Regions from separate parts of the Siniperca chuatsi genome. Here region 1 is linked to region 2. A link is a contact called in public Hi-C data. All regions are on one chromosome and are shown on one strand. Each heading gives the region's core, a stretch centred on a gene start, on an enhancer-like site or on the middle of the called end of the contact. The rest is flanking DNA. Distances are from core to core; before and after follow the strand shown. Region 1 holds the start of LOC122885512 (dedicator of cytokinesis protein 9-like). Region 2 overlaps LOC122885512 (dedicator of cytokinesis protein 9-like).

Region 1 (6,360 bases), core at 2,285-4,784, 68 kb after region 2:
GTGCAGTTGTGGCCGATTATATCAGGAGGGCTGATGAAAGTAGAGAGTATTTTATTTTAGAATTTTATGCTGAAGGAGAGGCCACCATTTGTGCAGTGACCTCACCAAAATGTGACACTGCATCTTCTATGTATTACAGCATGAGCTCATTACTGGCGATGTTTGACTTGAGCAAACGCAGGCTATAAAATATAGCCTGTCATGTGATGGAGGAAGAAACGGCACAGGTCAGAAGAGGGAATAGAGATTGTAAGAGAAGGGAAATGGGGCGATTATATGCATCAAGGGAGGATGAATGACATCTGCTTGTTGATGTAGATGTAGTATCTAAGTTTAATTGGGTGAAACCACAAGACAGGAAATGCTGACCACCTGCCAAACAGATTAAGAAGCATCCAAATTGTCCATCGGCCATTTTGACAAGCACAAATACCCTTAAGAGGCGCAGAGAAGCTTGTCAAAGCAATTTAGTTTGCAAATTTGACTTTTTCTCACAATATTTAATGCCTAACCACGAGGCTAAGCAGCAACATGTGTGCTCTGTTGATGTTGTCCATGTTGTCAGTATTTTTATGGGTTTTTTTTCGCAGCACACATGAAACCTCCACTTTCCCCTCTGGTTGCATAGTGAGTCAGTGTGTGTATGTGTGTGTGTGTGTGTGTGTGTGTGTGCGTGCTGGCCATGGGCAGCTAATAGCATCACTCCTACATAATGACACCCATCTGCCGTACAGCTCCCTTGGGTCAGGCACATAGCAGGAACACTGAGGATGTGAGTACATCACCATTTGGTGGCAGGCAGTTAGGACTGTTGATTACAATTACACAACTGCCCCCAAGCTGCTTCATACACTGTATACACTAACTAAAAATTTCCAACTGCCATTGATTTGTTATATACCCATCAGCTGATACATTAATGACTTTTACATGCTGTTGAGTGCTGCAGACAGTTAAAAAAAAACCTCTTTACACACTCAACGATTTCTGTTGTAATTCCACACAAAGCAAAGTTGGAAAGGCAGCATCCTGTGTTGTATCGAAGTGCATCCCCAGCACTACAAATCCAAAGCTGATGACAGCCATCATGGAGCTAATAGTGTTCTTAGCATGCCTAAAGTGTGGAGAAACAGAGGGATGGCTCAGCTGAGGGCTCTGGCCTATTACAAGTCACTCTGCTCTCCACTCCAACAATAAACAAAGAGGCTCTGGCCAGTGTGTGCCTTCAATGCACAAATTGTTGGGAGAGGAAGAGAGCAGCACAGTGCACTTGACTCCAAAACAGAGTTGAGAAATTGCTGTGTGATCAGTAGGTCCAGTGTGTATGTACTATACGGTATGCTATAACGTAAATGAAGTAATGTGTTTCTGGGCGTTAAAAAGGAGAGAAAACAACAATCAGAATGGGTGACAACAGCTACAGTCCCCTCTTTATGTCCCTGGAACAGATCCCTCTATTCCTGCTGAAGTATTTACATGTTTCATGGAGGAATTAATTACAAGCTGCGTGGACAGTCGTCTGGTATACGGTCACATTCTTGTCCCACTGAGAAGCTTCAGCAGACACTTGAACTCAACAACACAGCCATATGTTCCCTTGGTGCCCCCCTTAGTGCCCACCGTATCATGGAAGGATTACTGAACAGGCCTACCGGGTACAGACTCAGGGCCCCTGGAGCAGAACCTCTGTACCGCAAAAAGACACAAAACAATCACAAAGAGATGCAAAATGAGTAGAAAGAGACTGGGGGTCTTGCTCCTATGTAGGAGGGATGGGGGGCCTTTTACATGTCTGTGTCCAGGAGGATTTCTCATAATACGTCCATGGCTGTAAGCTACTTGGAATAACAAATAGCAGCCACTTATTGATATTATTTCATATTATAATATTTATTAAAGTTGTTTATTTGTGGTTTATTTGTTACACTGAATAAACAATGTAACTATTAATAGTGGATTATTGTCAAAAACCACGGCTTTAAATGTGAGTCTTAACACTATTTTACTAATTTTACAAATGTGCCCCTGCCCTTTAAAACTGTCCCCCAGTCTGGTCCCCTCCATTCAAAAGTTTCTAAAGCCGCCCCTGCATATATCTGCCCATAAGTTTATCAACAAATGAACTGCCGGATGCCTGAGTTTCTACAAGTTAGTTCAGTCCTCCTTAGACATGTTGATTTCCCAACATGCATACTTGTATCTCCTTCTGCTCTTCTCACTCAGGCGTCTCTGGCAGTGCACCAGAGTGAGAATGAATAAATAATACGAAGGTGTGGTTGGATGTCTGGGATCCTGACTCAGGATTCCATTTCCCTGACAGAGAGCCTGGACGGTGTCCGTTTCGGTTACCTAGCAACTTCTTCCAGGAAAGCTGGAACAATCAGACGGAGCACCAAACACCCAACACACTCGAACACAACAAAAGGGGTAGACTCCTTTTTCCTCCTGAGCTCTGTGGAAAACTGATACTGAGGAGGTATACTGCAGGTCCTCGTCACCCAGATGTTCCAAAGTGGACGGTCTATTTCAGCATTATGTCACTGTCACTTTATATGTGTCTGGAGCATTAAAATTGAAGACACATGCTTTCCCTTTTAAGGAGCTATTATGTCATCTCAGTGCATCCCTATAAACTGATGCCCTGACCAAGTACAAACACCTTGATCAGGTACAGTCTCTTTACAGGCTCTTGAGGAAATAAGACACTGAAAGTGAAGTTAATGTGCTATAAAATACAAACAAGAGAGATAGTTGTCTTGTGCTATATATGCAAGAGTCCACCTCAAATTTTACTAAATCTTTCTGTTCCTGTCACACAAACACCACCTCATTCATTCTCTCCAAAACACTCTCTCCTTCTCACCTTTGTAGGTCAGGGTCACGCACTCATAATATGACGTAGTTTTTCACCCAGAAAGCCCACATGTGCGCCCACCCAACTGATCTAAAGTCAGTCGACTCTGTACTGAAAATGGGCTCAGGTGATTCCCAGGTCCGCAGCGGTTTAAACAGACATGATGACACTGACCGAGGTGGTATTAAGGAGGAAAAGGAGGAAGAGGAGGAAGAGGAGGGGGGGGGGGGAGTTTAGGTGTGTACTTACAATCAGCACGGACGTCCTCACCACCTCAGAGACACTTTGCCTGAGTTCAGCCGCCGTGCCAGGTTTACCCAGACCCCGCGTAAATCTCCTGGTCTCCGGATGCGTTGGAGTAGCCATCCTTGCGCACCACTTTGCATCAATGACCGTTCAATCCACAAGTTATATAAGCAAAGTTTAGAGGGAAATCATCGCCGGTTTCTCCGTTTCTCCGATCCCTGCTAGTGCGCACCACGACTTTGAAGCTGGCTCATGTTGTGGCGTTGATTCACGCCCTCATATTTGTCGCTTTTAAAAGTCAACGTGTGTTGCATTATTCCGGCGCCCTGCCTTCTCCCATCGTATTTATTGTTGCCATAATAAAGTATCCCCTTGAGAAGTGTTTCATTGGCCGTCCAGCGCCAGACAGGAGGTATATAATCTGGTTGCCTCCTCGGCGCACTCCTCCCCTTACCGGTTTAAAGGCCAGCCCACTCCTGGCTGTGCGTGAGCTGCTGGGCCTGGACTTTGGACAGCGAGCATCTACAGTATGAATGACTGAAACAATGTTTTCCCATTACCAAGAAAAGCCCAACTCTGGATATTACCTTTGTCCCTCTTGACATCTGAATAAACATAATGTTAAAGTAGGTTAATATCGATTAAATAAAGCTGGTTCACTGACATTATATATACCATTTGTTACAAGAGATCGGATTAGACTCACTACTAAGACTTTTTGTTAATCAAAAGTGAACTTTGATGCTATAGGACATACATTTCTGATACCAGAGGATGATATGTCATTGTTTGAGGAGCTAAATGCATATTTAGAAGAATTTATAAATGACATGAATTAATATTTTGGCAGGAGTGCACTCACTGCAAAAAGAAAAAAGCCTTTGGAACAGTGCTTTATATTGCTTGTATTATTATACACCAATATATAAACACTGTAGTTATGTCTTGACTGAACCTAAAGTCTTGATCAGTGATGCCATCTGTAGGTCACAGCTGGAAACACACAGAACATGTGCTGAGCAACAGTAAATTCCCTAGAGAAAACATCACTGCTGCTTCTCAAGCTTAAAAAAATCCCACAAGTGACACAAATCTAAGTTTGAGTAAGTTTTTTTTATTGCTTTCATTTCCAAAGAGCTCTCTGAAAAAAACACTGCAATTCTAAGCAGAACTGAGGTTTTCCATTTAATTCGCTTCACTGCAAAACCCTGTCAAATGCATATTTCCATTCATTTAGACCCATAAAAAGATCTGGTATCTGTATACAGGAGGCAGCCTAGTTCAGTGAGGGCAACGGCGCTTGGAACTGAAAGTTTCTGTTTTGTTTCACACATAATCTTTAAAGCTTTCAATTACACTCACCTTCATAATACAATGATTATGAACATGTTTCACATGTTCTCATACAGCTGAAGGGGAACTTTAGTTAATTAAAAAAAGTAAAACAGTCTGAGTTGTATTCATACGACGAAGATCAGCAAATAGAATATTTACTTTATTTGAAATGGCGTTAATCTGTGATGGCAGCTACCCCATGTCATATTGTGATCAATTCTAGGGATATGTCAATGATACAACAAAATAATTTCATATTTTCATCACCTTTTTAAAAAAAAACAAGAACACATTGTGCTGGGCCAGGTGTGAACAGAGCTTTGACCGTTAAAGGGTGGCCTGTTTTACATGATTTAAAATTTCATGGTATACAGTACAGGAGACACTCCTCATCCCCAATGTAACAAAGTAGCATTAAAAAGTCCAGGACATTGATATAAACCAGTTTGGCACTGAAGTTGCAGGACATTTTCAAAGCAGCAGTTTTCAATAAAATGGCAAAGTAGACAAAACATTATGACAATGCAGTGATAGTTTAACCATCTAAGAAAGAATGCTGAATATCTATATCAACCTGTTCCTGCTGTAGAAACAACCAATGACAAAATGTAAAACCAGAAAGATAGGAAGTGGTTCAGACCATTAGAAAACAGTATAAAATGACATCCTTAAAAAGAGGTTTCAGAGTTGAGAGTAAAAATGCCAAAAAATGCAGTCTCTGATGCAGTCTAAACCAGCGGACATGTCACCATTAAAGCATTAAAAAGCACCAAATGTGCATGGACACATGTACAAATGTCCCAGATATGTGTAGAGAAGAAAAGCAAAGAGTCTAGCGGGACAGGAGGGGCAGATGCCACCCGAGGGAGACAGCGTGTGGAAACAAGGTGAGCCAACTCAGTGAGGATGGGACTCTTTGCTGTTCAGGACACGAGTGCCACTGGAGGGGACCGTGGCGCTGCGGATGACCTCCATCCATCTGCGGGCAAAGAAAGGCTTTTTAATCAGTCCTCTGAACCACTGAAACCATTTAGTAAATGTGCATCTGGATGATTACAGTCTCTACCTCTCAAAAGTGTATTCACTCTCCGATCGAAAATAGTAGACGTGGGACTTGAAATGCAGTTTGAAGACATAGTCCTTGTGGATGTTTTCAGACTCTGAGGGGATGGTGACTGAGTAACCCAGCAGAGGAAGGCTGGCCAGTGGATAATCATCCTGAGGAAAACATTTAAATTGACATTGAAAAATGCATTTTGGTATGTAAATAATTACAAAAACAATTTGGGATAAAAGAAAAAGAAAATTAAACAGATAATTTAAAAAATATCAATTACTCCAAACAAAACAGTACAGCAGAAAACTATGCAACATATCCAGCGATGCGTTCACTGGACAAACAGAGTTGAGAGTGAATGTTCATCACCTGGTGAGACTTATAGAAAAACAGGCTGAAGTTGGTGAAGACCACCCAGAGCTTCTGCCAGCCGTTGCTGTTCTTGAACTTCCTCAGTAAGTTTCCTGACAGCTGATTCTACAAAGACAAAAAAAGTTTGAAATCCAAAACTACATAATATATAAGACCACTAGTAGTGTACAGTACTTAGATTTTTGATTAAAAATGTGGAAGAAGGATTCATGAAATTAAAGGATAAGTCTGGTGATATTCTAAATGTTTCTTATTGTTAACCAATCCACTGAAAATCCCAAAACCAACAGTGAGCTGATCCTACTAACAAGTATTGTCTGTGTCCAAAGCCTGATATATCTTATTCCTCTGTGCCACAGTCCTCCATTGTTGTCCAAAAACTATTCAAAACACATCTATGAGCCACACTGTTGCAATGAGTGACATGTTCCTTCATTACAATGAACATGACCACTGTAGTTTATTTGGAGTCAATTCCACAAACACCGTCCTGCTG
Region 2 (6,245 bases), core at 1,052-3,551:
TAACTTCAAGGCTTGCCCGAAAAGGTGGACAAAAACTGTGAAGCTGTGGTGCAGTTATTTCCATGCATTTCATTTTTTAAGAGTTTGAGCTAAAACAGTTTGGGTTGATAGTAAATGCCAATTACTTATACAGTTAAGTGTGCTCCTTTTCTCCTTATGCTGTTACATTGTGATAAAAACTACCACACATCACAAATAAAATCAGCTCCAACAGAAGATGAAACACACAACAGCACAGACAATGAAATGAAAATGAAAATCCAATCCTTTGTGTTTAATGGACTTCTTCTCAGATTTAGCTTGAGGCTGTTTATCAGTGAAAGCAAAAATGACACAGCACACGTGAGAGGAACTTAAAAGGGAGAAATCCCTTTAGGCATGCATGCTTATTAACATCTGGAAAAAGAGTAGAGACAAACCCTGTGAGGCCCTGTGGTACAGCAGATCTGCTTTATGGCACCAGAGAACAAACAGACCAAAGCCTGAGAATCATCTGGCAAAGAAAGGGCTTAGGGTTTAGGACACTAGGACACTCTCACACACTTTCTAACATTCCCAGATGGGACACTCCTATGGGGGGGAAGAGGACTGTGTGAAGGAAGGAGGCGTTTTGTACTTGAAGTGAAATGCTGGGCTGCAGGGCACTCTCTGGCTCAGAGGGGACAGAGAGCTGGGAGAAGTCCATGGTGACACGCTTGGTGCGCACGGAGAGCATGGACTCCTCAGTCTCCGTAAAGAAGCGCAGGACATTGACAGAGTGTCTCCGTACAAACTTCTCCGTCTGCCACGGCCAGCCGTACAGTTAAGGTGGGGAAGTTAATAGTACAAGTTAACAAGGGGTGACTTTCTGAGGTACTTTTGTCATAACAAGGGGACCTCTGATATGCCTGAGGCACACTGAAATGGATGTTATATATACATGTCAAAGGAAGCCTCAATTTGATTTCTAATAAATGTTGTATGAAATTACTTTACAGGCATATTGCAGCACTTTCTGAGATGTACCTTGTCCAGAGAGTTGCCCTTGTCATTGTTCTTCTCAGGCAGGCTATTGCCAGAATCAGTGCTGATGAGTGAGCCGCGAGAGTCTGCATGGCGCACAGAGTTAATGTTGGGGGTTGATGACGTGTGAGGTGAAGCTGTCAAAAAAAAGGAGCAGTTTTATATTAAAATTAAAACAAATTCCCCCCCTCCCCATTTTTCAGCATCATCTTTCCACTCACAGGTGCCAGAGATGACTCCAAAAACATCTTTGTGCAAGCTGGTGTCCAGAAAGGTGCTCGACCTCGGAGGTGTCATCAAAGCGTTGGTAAGAAGTGAATCTTCTCTTCCATTCTGATGAAAAACAGTTTAATGGACACAAATCCACATCCTTTACAGGGCTGTATGTACTTATGAAAGCCACTAGCTGTGTGTGAGGTGCAGGTCTTATGAAACTCCAAACATTTTGGTCAGAGGTGCTCCAGTCCTAGTTTGATATGGAATTCACCCCCATCACCCCAGATACAGAAATTACAATCTCAGGTTGGTCATTCAAATGAGCAGATTGTGACTTTTCTTAAGATTGTATTAATTCAGTATGGAATGGTAATAGCTAAGAAATTCATTCTTATGTTTTGTAATAAAGAATCCATACCACAGTTTTAGTCCTGGCTGAAAAAATTGAATAAAAAAGTTGTTAGATATATGGAGTCCATGTCTTGCCTACTTGAGTGGACAGCCTAGTACCACTTCAAAAGACCTGAGTGTTTAATACTGTTTATTAATATTTGCTTATGAAAAGAACTGAATGCACTGTATTACACTATATGCATATATGTATGGATGCATATCACATTTTTCATTCATTTCATTCATTTTTGTATGGGCCCATGTGTAAAATCAAACAATGGGATGTACAGGATAACTTTTCATAACTAAGAACATCTAAGACTGCTGCAGCACCCTTTTCCGTTTTGGCCTCCTTCTCTTTGTGTATGTTTGTTTTTTAAGGTGTGGATGTGTGTATAGATGTCAAGAGGTAGGGTTGTGTTATGTTTTGATGTTTTTGTTGGTTTATGATATGAATGACAGCTATGTATGGTAGATAAAATATTAAAAAGAGGCCACTAGGTGGCTCCCTTACATTGTTGGAGTGGTTGATAGGGAACGGGGATACTTCCTTCACATTCAGCCTGTTGACATTCTCTTGGAGCAGACCAAACAAGGGCAAGTAGAGGGTGGCCAACCTGGCCTGCTGGCTCTGAAAAACAAATAAATCTCTCAACAGAATTACACACACACACACACACACACACACACACACACACACATCAGATACTGAAGTGCAGTGGAAATGCAAGAAGGCACTGCTTACTTTGGAGGTGTAGCGGTCATCAAATGTGTGTTTTATCATCAGACTCTTCAGCACCTGGATGGCTATCTGACGAACCTCCCTGAACTCCTGCAGAGCTGTACTGACCTCCCTGAGCAGCAGCCCGACCAGGAAGTGGTTCTTACAGAAGTCATCGGTCAGCGAGTAATCCAGTTGGAGGTCTGAGGGGAGGAAGAGGAGGACGAAGAGATTAGGATTGGCTGACAGAGAGGTAAGTGAAAGGTGTGAAAGGACAAACAGCACCAAACAACGAGAATAAATAATTTAATGTCAGTCTGACACAAAGAAATGAATAACAAGAAAACAGGAAAGCTCAGATAGTATATAGATTGTTGATGGCATTAAAACCTGGCGAACAATGCAAATATCTCGAAAAGAGTAGAAAAATATCTAGAAAAGCTTGGAATTGACAGATTCAGGCGATGTGACTCAGAGGCTGTTCCACATCAACAGTGATCATTGCAGAAAAAGACAAACAGGATTAAAGCTTATGATTGAACAGCAGCAGCTGTTCACAGATGGTTTCCAACATTATTTAAGACAAGGTAAAGCAATCCCAAATCACACTCACTAAGATTCCCCAAAATGAATGTAATCAAATTAAACACATTCTTCTGTCTACTTTTATGTTTTGAAAACCTGCATTTCAAGCATGCAAGCATTAAAATGTTCTGATTTCTTAGGACTGACAGAAAATAATGTGTCTTTTGGTATCATTCTCATCAGGTCATAAACTCCAAACCAGCTCCAGACAGAAAAAGGTACTTGTACACATAATCACCCACATCTACACAAAGATCCAATCTCAGCTTCTTTATACATCCATGACTACAAATTATAAACAGTATAATCTTTCAGTACAATGTCTTGAGAAGGATAGAGTAATCATGCCACAGCAACCAGGATGTAGCAAAATTGGAAGATAACTGATTGAATTCTGGTCTTGACTGAATGATTAGATCGAAGTCTGCTCTTTTTGGAGAAGACATGCAAGCAGCACACCCTTGCACCTACCTACTAGAGCATCGTACGACTCCACCGTATCACATGGAGATAATAAAGCTAATTGAGGAGCACAAAAAAGAAACAAAGTAGAAAACCTATTTAATTACTATTTAATTACAGTTTCATTATTATGTATGAGTTGAAGAATAATCAGAACTATTTTATTTGTGTTGGCCTTTGACAGTAAAGCAATTTGGTTTGATTTAAATTTTCTGTTCAAACACAGGCAGCACACTGGCACTTAAGCAAGCTACCATCATGCTTGGTACTTGATCAAGAGATACATTTAATGATCTTCTCACCTTGAAATCTCAGTATCCTTCCCTTTCCAAAAGGCATGGGCAGGTTTAAGGGGATGTAGTGCTCGTGGTTGCACACAACTCGCAGGAACTCAAACCTGAACTCAAACAGCGTCTGCATTTAGAAACAACAGAAACCGACAGACAGCTTTAATACAACATTCAAACACATCCTTGTTCAAAACATATTTGGAACACAGCCTGATATTCTCCATCAGGGTGCTTACAAGACTTCACATTTTGTTGTTTGTATAAATGCTGTCAATGTTTGCAGTGTACCTTTGGGTCTCCAGGCATAAAACAGTTGATATAGTTGTTGATCTGCTTGAACACAAAGCCTCTGTCCATCAGGTTGAAACAGCGCTACAGAAGGATGGGGAAAAGCAATTCTATCATTATTTATAGCAAAGAAATAAACAAGTACATACAATTGTTTTCACGTACACACTTTAAACACTCTCGAAACCATGTAAGATACAGTTAACTGTGACCTCCTGACCTTGATGAAGACTGCCAAACTGTGGTTGGCATTCCTGGCAGCATCCAGGTTGTCTTTGTATTTCTGAGTGATGTGTGGCATCATCATGTTGACCAGAGTCTCCACAGTGTGATGGAAGGATGCTGAGAAGCGCTGATTCCTGGACAGCTGTAGGGCATAGCATGGATGTTTATACAGATGTTATTATACAGATTACTAAACCCCAGATTAAAAGATGAGTCTTCTAGTGATTCTATATGTTTCTTATGGTCAAAAAGACCAAAACTAACAATGAATGAATAACAAGTGTTGTTTGTGTAACCAAAGCCTGATATTGTTTATTCTTCTACTGTGGCTGAAAATAGTCAAATGTACTACATACACCTGTTTGAGTAAAGTGTGCTAAAGACTGCAGTGCCCTGCGTGAAACTATATATTTGTGCCCCATTTTTAAAGATTTACATCTTCAGTAGTAACAAATGAGCATGGGACTGAGAGCCATACAAAGTGTAGGGAAGTTGGGAAGTACTGACAGATGGACTAACATACTGTTGGTTTTGGTCTTTTCACACAATTTGATGACAATTACAAAAATATAGAGCATTGCCAGCCTTGTACTGTTACCGAAACAGTTTCCAGACTGGTATGACTTCTCTTCTGTAGCATTTACTTGCTTCCACTGCGGCCTCCACATTATGCCAGTGGAGGTTAAACACTGGGATGTGGTTGCTTATGGGGTATGAACAAATGCATCCAATTAAACTGCACAGCAGTGTGGGACAGACTGTGGATACACAATACCTTGACTGTGGTAATGTGGCTGTCCACAAGACTTGGCATGTTGCAAACTACAGTAAAAAAACCTAAGCTGTAATAAAGCAGACACGAGCAGACACCCCTGAGTCAAACACACTTACCTTCACTTTACCGCTCTCAATCAAGTACTGAGCCATGGACTTGACTAACGCTTCAAAGAAATACCAGGAGTGCTGCAGGGCAGACAAACATCAATCAGAGAACAATAAAGAGGAAATTCATGTCAGTTATAATCATACACCATGTAATCCTTTAAAAAAGTACAAATATGTTACCTTGAGAAGCTTGTTACTTGTGAGGAAGTCAGTGGAAGGCTTCAAGATGGCAGTCATGGCTTTAGCCAACTCCTCATGTACTGATCGGGTGGTGGAGGATGTGTATGGCTCAGCCTTGAACACAAACTGTATCAGACACATGCAGAGAGAACTATGAGAATCCCTTAGTACAATCACAAAATACAGACAGTGAGTTGTGATAAGTGGCATGTGAATTTTACCTTCACATATGATCTCAGGTAGTGCTCCAGCCCCTCCTCATGGCACTGGGCAACAATGTGAATCATGACTCTAAAAGGAAACAATGGAAAAGGAAAACGTGTGAGGAAATGGTTCTGCAGGCAGCTGGAGGCCTCATTTATTAGCAGTTCTAACACACAAATTCTTCACCCACAACACTACCCATGTTTAATATCATTTTAAATAGTTACTACAAAGTTCTTCTCTATGACAGTGAAATCAAAACATCCCGCACACTGTTGGTCACTTGTACTCTATTAAAGATGTTTCGGACCTCAGACCTTCATCAGGCAAAATATATAAATAATAGTTTAGTGGTTTTCACAGTCGAGAATTTTAAAATAGTTATATTTTATGGAAACAATAATCCACAAATTTCACATCAAAAGCAGCTTTCTACAGGGTTCACTTGTATATATAAATGCTGAAAATGTGATATTTCCAATTCTATGCCAATTTGTTTATCATAATTTATATGAAATTATTGGAATTTTAAACTGTTGTAAAGTCAAGGATCGTCTTTGGGAAACTTGCCTGGTGACGTTGACTGCCACGTCCTCTTGGGTGGCACTGGTTAGCACCCTAAACAGCTGATTCAGGGTGGTGGGCAGGAACTTGATCATCACATGGCTCTCCATGGCATGCAGACTCTGAGGGTAAAAACATTACAGAGATATGTTTATGTTTATGTAGAGTTTGACTGCATAGCTCTTCACGTATAATAAGTAGTATAAATGTGGAAAACAGTGACATTGTCT

The links. Hi-C and Micro-C count contacts between places; a contact is called where the count stands out from the background.
Region 1: a Hi-C map of skeletal muscle shows a contact between it and region 2, with 6 times the contacts expected there. The contact joins the promoter of LOC122885512 here to the enhancer-like site in region 2. A contact is called at or near these places in 2 of 3 Hi-C or Micro-C datasets (liver and skeletal muscle).

The regions. Positions count from the first base shown.
Region 1 is chrLG12:15,764,966-15,771,325 of ASM2008510v1, forward strand. It overlaps LOC122885512 (dedicator of cytokinesis protein 9-like), which reads right to left and starts at 3,535. Exons shown (of 55, transcript XM_044216713.1): 1 at 3,104-3,535. The coding sequence starts at 3,220. LOC122885613 (FERM, ARHGEF and pleckstrin domain-containing protein 1-like) reads right to left here. Exons shown (of 27, transcript XM_044216928.1): 25 at 5,862-5,969; 26 at 5,502-5,653; 27 at 4,195-5,414. The coding sequence ends at 5,333.
Region 2 is chrLG12:15,698,255-15,704,499 of ASM2008510v1, forward strand. LOC122885512 (dedicator of cytokinesis protein 9-like) reads right to left here. Exons shown (of 55, transcript XM_044216713.1): 24 at 6,022-6,137; 25 at 5,469-5,538; 26 at 5,248-5,373; 27 at 5,074-5,145; 28 at 4,178-4,324; 29 at 3,958-4,041; 30 at 3,682-3,793; 31 at 2,357-2,535; 32 at 2,126-2,242; 33 at 1,224-1,335; 34 at 1,006-1,139. Among protein-coding and RNA genes, the nearest start is that of slc15a1a, 21 kb to the left of the region's middle. Within about 2 kb of position 2,302, the one cell type or tissue checked has an H3K27ac peak away from gene starts, as active enhancers do. A contact at or near this core is called in liver, where this site is marked.